Regions from separate parts of the Gossypium hirsutum genome. Here region 1 is linked to region 2. A link is a contact called in public Hi-C data. All regions are on one chromosome and are shown on one strand. The core of a region is the stretch at or near the end of the contact, and the rest is flanking DNA. Distances in the headings are between cores, read along the strand shown. Region 1 holds the start of LOC107937136 (protein NRT1/ PTR FAMILY 8.3). Region 2 holds the start of LOC121228971.

Region 1 (4,432 bases), core at 333-2,832, 230 kb before region 2:
GTTTCAGTGCAGGAATTGATGCTGAGAGAGTCAATGTACACATTCCCTACATCAAATAGTAAATGTGTTATCCAATGCATCAGAAAGTGAAATCAAAACATATAAATTACTTGCCCACTTTACCTTAATAGAAGTACCAGAATTCATTAGTCAATAATATGATTAAAATGATGAAAATTGTTGTCCTCACATAGCCAAAAATCAAATTCTTTACCGTGTAAAGTGCAAGATATTAACGTGAGTTATAAATTCCAGAAAATATGTTATTACACTTTAAAACTGTCTTAAAATCTTTGCAAAGGAGTCAAAGTGCTTCCTGATTTAAAACTACTAGCAACAGAAGAGGAGAACCATGCGTGAATTTAAATCGCATGTGAAGGACCATGCATATCAGGGTTAATGGCATAATGTGAACTGCAAAACACACTCAAAGGAACAGCAGCCAAAGACTACTGCAGTTGAATGCAGGATCAACTTCATGATAAGTAGTTCAAAATAATGAAGCAACAATTACATCATAAATCAGAAAAATAACTATTTAAAGAATAAAACGATGAGCATGTAAAGCAGGAAAAAGTAGTAGTTAGGAGTAAATTATATTACGAAGAAGTAAATAGTGGAGAAAGCAGCAATTGTCCAATATCTTCCCCAATATGCATCTGCTAAGACGGCTCCAATGAGAGGTGTAAGGTAGCAAGTTCCTTGCCAAGTAGTTACATTTCTTGCAGCTGATACATTCCCTTCATGCAGTTTCTTGGTCAGGTAACTTACAAGATTAGTTGCTATCCCATAATAAGCCAATCTCTCACAGCATTCATTACCTATAATTCCATATAAAAAAGTTGCAGAAATAAGATAAGCTTTACTCAAATAAAACCCATTTAAAAGGAAGAGCAAATAGATAAATTTACAATAATTCACCCAAAATGAAAGGGCACGCTCTCCAATTTCCAGTATTCTGCTTCAAAATAGGATTCCCATTGAAGTCAACGGAGCCATCCCCAGTGTAAAGCCCACTGCTTTCAGCCTGGAAATACCAAATATTAAAACACTAATAACAACATAAACTCCGAGGTAAAGAATTTTAACAAGAAAAGACAACAAAACCCAGAAATTTTTTCAGTGTTAAAGGTGTCTGTGAGCAAATAATCAAAATCTTATAACCACCAAGAATTAAAGATGAAGGGGAAGCAGAAAAAAAAGATACCTGATTAAGTTCAGCTTCCAAAAGCGATCTCTCTTCATCCATAGATCCCATGATTGTTTTGCAACTGAACCAATCAAAGACTACAGATTCAAAATCCCCAAAACAGATAGGGGAAGATTAGGGACTAAGATAAGATAAGATATATCTAAATGTAATTTGTGATGAAAATACTGGGCAAATTATTAGGCTAATAAAAGCGTATAAGACTTTACCTTGTTAGATTGGTAATGTCAACAACTTTTGGAATCTTTTAACAAAAAGGAAAAAGAAAAAGAAGTTCTGGGATCCTTAAAATTTGGTTGATTAGATATTAACACAAGCTGAAGGAGTGGAATGTTAGGGTGACCCAGGCACGCTTCCCTATCTTTTGTAATGGCTGAGATAAGGGCTTTTAATGATACATCTATGGGTGGGAACATGGATTTTGGGTTCGGGAATAGAGGTGATCATGGGCCGGGTCGGGTTTGGGCCGGGTCTAAATAAAATTTTAGGCTAGTCTATTAGGTCTGGGACTGGTCCGGTCCGAAATATGGGTCTAAAAATTTGTCCAAGCCTGGCCCGAAATAAAATTGCTAAGCCCGAGCTCAGCCCGGCCCGACCCATATTAATTTTTTTTACTTATTTCATTAAATAAAAAATTTTAAAAATATAATAAATCAAATATATTTAAAAATATTAAAACAAATATTAAAACAAATAAAAATAACACTAAAACAATTCTTAAAACAATACATAAATTGATAATATAATAAAAAATAGTTATATTAAAAATTTAAAATGATTAAAAATAAAATAAAAATATATATTAATATATAATTCGGGCCGGGCTCGGGCCAAAAAACTCTTACCCGAGGCCTAGCCCGTTTTCTAAACGGGCCTCATTTTTTTGTCCAAACCCATTTTCGGGCCTATATTTTTACCCAAACCCTCCTATTTTTCGGGTGGGCCTTCGGGCCGAGCTGGGCCGCCCAGCCCATGATCAGCTCTATTCGGGAAGGACTAAAGTTATAATTCTACCACCAATACCGATACCTAACCGGGTTTGAACATAGATTTTTAGGTCTAATTCTAACTTTCATCTCTCTACTTTTTCAAATTTTGAAAAATTAATCCATCTGCTCTAAGTATTAACAAACACATTAACTTCATGAGTTGTTGGACTATTCATTTTTCAAATCAACGATTAAATGACAAATTTTAAAAATGATCGATTCTTGAAAAATTAATGTAAAGGGATTAGTTTTTCTTTTAATTTTCATGAAATAGAAGGATGTAATTCATAATTAAACCTAAATTTTAAGACTAACATGTTTATTTTTTATTGTATTAATCTTTTAAATGATTTTTTGTTAAAATTTTATGGGAAATTTGTTTTAACTTTAAATTTAAATATTTTAAAATTTATTAAAATATTTTTTTTGATATCTTCATGTTCATTATACATTCATATTCGAAATATATGATTACCATACTTAATAATTTTTTTAAAAAAATTTAAACTTACACCTAATCACTTATACGTGAAATCATTAAAATATTAATAAATAAATAGAATCAATCTAAAACCAATTCCATCCATAAACACTCTTCTATTATAATTTTTTTTTAATTTTAAAAACTATTTAATCTACTTGATTGATTATTTGTCTTTTGCTTTATTTTAATCTTATCTTTTACAACTTCAATATATATATATATCTTTTAACATTTTATTTCCATTTTTGAATTGATTGCATAAATTGGAGTGAGTTACTTTATTTAGTAAATTCCAAGATCTTTTAATTTGAATGTTTGTCGTAAGAGTTCAGAAAACCACGAGCTACTTCTTGAGCAAAACTAGGAAGAGAGGTGGGTCGATTTTATTTTATTTTTTTAATTTTTAAAATTTGAATTTATAAATTTAACCAAAAAAAAGTCTATTTGTTATTCATACTTATTTTAATATTATTATCTAAATTTAAATTCAAATTGAATGTTATTATTTTTAGAATATTTAAATTTAAAAACTTTTGAATTTGAATATATTACATATAATCAAAATAATAATTATAATTATAATAAATGGATTAAAATAATTAAATTTATGTATGTTATTCAAATAAATAATGTGGATTTAGGTAATGAATATCTAAAATATCTATTTGCATTCACTTCGAATGTGTGACGAATAGTAATTTTAAATTTTAAATATTATCTAAATTTATAATATCCAAATGTGCAAGAAAATAGATTCAATACCTAATCTAAATTATTATCTCTAAATAAATATATAAAAAGCATATATGTGGGTATGAAAAGTGTACAATTACAAAAGGGCTCAATTTTGACATTAAAACAATGGTATCTCACAAACATTTTCTCACCGTTCTAACTTTAGACTACATAGTTGAGGAGGTATTCCAATTAAAGTGTTTCTATATATCACAAAGATTTTGGGTTCAAATCATGTTACATTTTTTTAGCATTATACCATTTATTTTCGATCTTAAACGATCATATTTTATTATTCTTTTATAACTTTAAGATATATTTTTAAATTTTTTTCTAAAAAGAAAGAACAAAATTTTAAGGATGTGTCAATTCTTCAACAACATTCAAAACTAGGGTAAGACTTTTGCATTATCAACATGATGATGCAGCAACTTCCAAGATTTAAATTGCATTTAAGCAACAATAAAACTTTTATTCTTGGACTAGCAAATCATACTTCAACTTAATGGTAATGTTAAAGCCTTAAAAACTTTGAAATATTATGTTAGAATCTTGCATATGAAAATTATTTATGAGTGAGTTAATTATTTAATTCAATATTTATAATAATTATTTTTATAAATATTGATGTGATTGTTAGTTATAATTTTAAAAAAAGAAAATAGATTCGAAAGTAGTTGAAAAATCTAATGAAAATATATATTTTGAAATCGCATATACATTTTAAAAGACTAGTTTTTTTTATATAACATGTTTTATTATTTAATAAAATATTTTTATTTCATGATATTATTAAAAATAATTCATAAATAATATTTAAAAAATACAAGACTTTCCAATTGTAATTAAGTAATTATATAATATTGAAATACTGTATTTGTTGAATATTTAAAAGATGAGCATATATTGTATATTTACACTTCAATCTTTATTTTTTTAATTAATGGATAAATTCCTATTTTATACTTAGAATTTATTTAAATTAAATTTCAATTTAAATAAATCTTTTTTAAG
Region 2 (4,643 bases), core at 1,989-4,488:
ATGCCAGAAAATTTAAACAAAAAAGCCAAGGAAATAGCATTTATGAACCAAAATCTACCAAAGTAACAAGCGATGGATCTTTTCAGTGGGAACATTCAACTAATCATTACATCTTGAATAATCTAAGGGAAGAAGAAAACACAAAATGCTTCCACGTAAGTCTCCCACAACCACCGCACTAAACCCAAATTTCACCACCCCTAAGGCCAAACCCACCCCCCCCTTTTTTTTAAATGTGTGTATAAATATGCATTGGTGGAGGTCAGCAAAATCAGTGTGGGAAAAGAGTGAGTTTCGCAGAGTGTAACAGAGATGGCTTTGAGCTTGAAACCTTATTGTCTGGTTGTTTTATTTTTGTTTTGGATAAGTTTGAATGCATTGGTCAGTGATGTAGGTGCAGCAGGAGGGTGTGGGAGGACCCCAATCAGGTCGGCTGCAGCAAGCTTAAGCCCATGCCTGGGAGCGGCTCGGAATGCAAGGGCTAAAGTTCCTCCAGCTTGCTGCGCCAAGGTGGGTGCCTTACTCAGGACTTCTCCAAGGTGCCTTTGTGCTATTTTGTTATCACCATTGGCAAAGCAAGCCGGGATCATGCCTGGGATTGCTATTGCCATTCCCAAAAAATGCAATATTAGGAACAGGCAAGCTGGCAAAAAATGTGGAAGTAAGTACACTACCCCATTCTGTTTACTTTTTACCCTCCTTTTTTCCGATTTTAAATTCCATATATACCAATACTATAACAAAAAACGCCGTAATACAGTAGTTACTGCTTTGCTCTTTATCTTTTGAAAGTGCTGTTTAAATTTATCCAACTTTTACATAAACTAATGCCACGTTTTGGGCTCAAGACTGGCAAATGGTAGGTTATTTGCATATTTCCTTTTGGGGCTTTTGAAAATTAATAGGATAAGCCTCAAGTGATGAGTGGTCCAAGACACCCTCATTCTTTTCAATGGGCTTTTACCTTTTTTTCCCATTTACTTTAACAATGAGTCTTTTAGGAATATAATAAAATCCATATTGTAATATAATTTAAGATTAATGACAAATTTGGTTATTAATGTTTATATTTTTTATCAAAATGGTCCTAACTGTAATTTTGAGTATTTTTTGGTCATCAATCTTTGTTTTTTCTTTAAACTATTTTTTCTAACAGATTTGATGAAAGTACCATTAAAAAAATTAATGTAGATGATATGAAATATTTTTAATGAAATGTAATTTATTACTTAAGTAACACAATAAGATAATTACATGTAAAAAATAATAAAATAAATAAATCACACATGAAATTAAAAAAATAACTCTTAATTTAAAGAAAATAAATGTAATTATCTAAAAAGGATTTCAAAATGAATGCATACAGAGAGGTTTCAAAAAGATAATTAATAAATCAAACTGAAAATACTAAATGTGTGTATTCATTTTGAAACTTTCTTTAGATAATTACGTTTATTTTCTTTTAATTAAGAGTTATTTTTTTAACTTCATGATTTATTTATTTATTTTATTATTTTCCACATGTAATTATTTTATTAGGTTACCTAAGTAATAAATTACATCTCATTAAAAATATTCCACGTATAAAATTTCACATCGTCTTGTTATTTGACAAAATATGTAAACGTTAGTGGCTAAATTTGTTATTAAGCCTATAATTTAATAATATCTTTTTTTATGTCTAGAAACACTAATTAACCCTAAACTCTAAAGAAATCCCACTATTTTCACTTTTTTACTTGATTGGTTGTCAAGAAAAGAAGTGAAGCAAAAAGTAAAATCCTAAATTTAAAGTGCATAATAAAACACTACTTAATTACTTTTTTTTCCTTTAAAGGTTTTATTAATCTTAATTATGCTAATATGCTGAGGCTAACAATTAAAATTTTGATACTTTTCAGGGTACACCGTCCCATAAGAAAGAAACCATGAAGGAGAAAAATTATGAGTAATCTCAGTTATTTACTATTAGGAGAGAGCTAATAAATAAAGTATTGATGCTGCATTACTGCACGGTTACTGGATGATTCACCCCTTAATTAAGGCAGTTCGTATATATATATATATCAATTTTAGTGCGATCTTGGGAAATTGTGTTAGATCTCGAGGTTACTTCACCATGTTGTTATTTCTTTTATATGTGTTCACCTTTATATTATAGTAATCAGTGTTCTAAATATAAACTTCTCTCTCAATACATGCAAAACATAGTAATAATCATTTATCCACCCAAAAAAAACATAGTAATAATTTGTTATTGGTGAATTGTTATGTTATAGAATGCATATGATATAGGTAAATTTGAAATGCCAGGTCAAAACAAATCATTATCAATATATCAATTATGAGAGTAAAACTAAAACAATAATCTATACTTCTCTTAATCATCCATTCAACATTTAAATTCAAAATTTTCAAAATAAAACCTTAACTGTTGTGACTTTTAATATTTTATGTATAATGTTAGGCTAAAATCTATTGTTTATGAATTAATTGATGGCTATACTGGTTGGCACAATAGTATTTGTTGATACAAGTTTTAAGTTGGGAGTTTGAGAATAGTTCATCTTTAAGGAGCGAAGAATTGCAAGACTGAATGGGGTTAAAAGTATGATAGAGAAAGAGGGAAAAGAATATAGTTCTATGATAATATAAACTCTCTTGGATATTCATAATATCTAAAAAAAAAAAGTGGGGGTCTCCCGTGGGTGAAGAAGATGGAAAAAGTGGGTGAAGAGACCCTTCTCTTTTGTCCTTTGAGGGTATGTATGCATGTTTTTTCTGTTCGGGGCTCGTGTAATCATGCCCTACTATCTATAGGGTGGCTATAGGATGTGGAAGATGTATAATATTATTGAAGATTCTCAGAAGCTGTGAGTTTGAATGGACACACTTCATATCCTCCTTAAGTGAGTTTAATTAGCTAAGGATTTAGAAATTGTTTGATACATTGGTGAAGGGTGCTTACCTACATGCCCATGTTGTGATTATTTATTATTGATAAATGCAGTAATGATTTACTTTTATTAATAATACGTAAAGTTAAAACAATTCTTATCGTCTCAAGAAATACAATATATTCTTAATGGCGTGATCTTATTATTGTTATAACAATTAAGAGAATAGATTTAAAAATTTAGAGAAAATTATAGATAATAGCAAAAATTGTATAAAAAACCTTATAACCAACGCGTACTGTATGATATACATGATTTTAAAGGGAAAAAAGAAGAAGAAGAAGAAAGAACAGAGACATTTCACACAAAATACAATGTGGGTAACAGAGATGTTGAGACAAAGTTTTTGGACCATCGAAACTCCATGGAGTGAAAAAGGTTTGGACCCACATCTCCACCTCTCATCTTCCTTGCATGTTGCTGAAATGCTGCACCTGAACCCCACAAGCATGCTAGTGTGTGGACCCTATCGCCACCTAAATGGAGAGGGTGAAGGATGAATTAGACAAAGATTTGCATTCCTTAATTTCAAATTTGATAATATAATTACATGGATATATAAAAAGAAGGCACAATGGTGAGAAGGTGGTAGGGAAAAAGTTGCCAATAGGAGAAACGGTTGGTAACCATATATCAGAAGGAATGGAAAAAGAAAAGCTGAAATTTGAATTATGTCTATCTACCCATGTTTTCTTTTGTCCTTTAATCTCAAAAACAATCCCTCTGCTTTTACATGAAAAACAACAGCATATGATATCATAACTTTTGCAATTATTTAGTCCCCCATATACCAAACCCCACATTTATGATTAAAATTCCAATCCCCAGCACAGAGTACAGAAGCCCAATAAATATTTAGAATATGTTTCAAAATAATATGTTTTTTTCCATATCCCAAGAAACACACTCTTTTTTCTCTCCATTGCCGTTGACTGATTCCCTTCCTTCTTTCTTTCTACAATAATGTAGTTTTCACCTTTTTTTTTTTTGGTTATTTAGAACAACCCAATCAAACCATTACAAGCAGTTGGAACCAATGCTATATTATAAAATGATTTCTTGTTTAGCTATTTAAGAGACCCTAAACCCCAACAAACATGGGTGAGCTTAATTCTATGGCTTACACTAGTAGCAGCCTCCATAGCCCTTCCCCAGGTTGGGATCTTCAAAACCTTGGAGTTCTCAACGCAGACATGTCTTTAGGTACATACTCTTTTCTTGCTTTATTGTCTTCCAGTCTTTCTTTCACTGTTTGTTTTTCCTTTATGTTTTTAGTTTAAAGGGAGTTTAACCCCATTTATGTTTCTCTGCATGTGAATGGAATGCAGTCATGGATGGAAGTGGAACTGCCCCATTCTTTCCACATCTAGACTCTGATTTCTCTTCTGGGTATCTGGAAGATGCATTGCTTGAATTCACTGAACCATCCAAACGAAGACGCCTCTTGCTGTACAATGATCATAATCAATTCAATGGTTTAAATGATCTCGCCATGGTATTTTTCTTCTTTTTTTTTTCTGGTTTTCTTTTGTTTTTGTTTTACCAAATTAACAATGTGATCTGAACATGGCTAGTTCCACTGTTATCATGCAGCAGGGCTATTGGAATTATAGCTGCAACTGGGGCCTATCTGAGAATTTCAGCTGCATGAGCCAGTTAACAAGCATTAATGGCGTTTCAGGTAAT

What was found. A called contact is a pair of places that touch in the nucleus more often than the background predicts.
Region 1: a contact with region 2 is called in a Hi-C map of hypocotyl, with 2.2 times the contacts expected there. The contact joins the promoter of LOC107937136 here to the promoter of LOC121228971 in region 2. A contact is called at or near these places in 11 of 34 Hi-C or Micro-C datasets (hypocotyl, leaf, petal and 1 more).

Annotation. Positions count from the first base shown.
Region 1 is chrA01:75,130,230-75,134,661 of Gossypium_hirsutum_v2.1, reverse strand. It overlaps LOC107937136 (protein NRT1/ PTR FAMILY 8.3), which reads right to left and starts at 1,582. Exons shown (of 6, transcript XM_016869960.2): 1 at 1,420-1,582; 2 at 1,208-1,287; 3 at 922-1,027; 4 at 604-821; 5 at 1-46. The coding sequence starts at 1,258.
Region 2 is chrA01:74,905,199-74,909,841 of Gossypium_hirsutum_v2.1, reverse strand. It overlaps LOC121228971, which reads left to right and starts at 3,238. Exons shown (of 5, transcript XM_041112023.1): 1 at 3,238-4,160; 2 at 4,286-4,452; 3 at 4,551-4,638. The coding sequence starts at 4,055. It overlaps LOC107937130 (non-specific lipid-transfer protein 4), which reads left to right. Exons shown (of 2, transcript XM_016869954.2): 1 at 1-661; 2 at 1,902-3,051. The coding sequence starts at 313. The coding sequence ends at 1,918.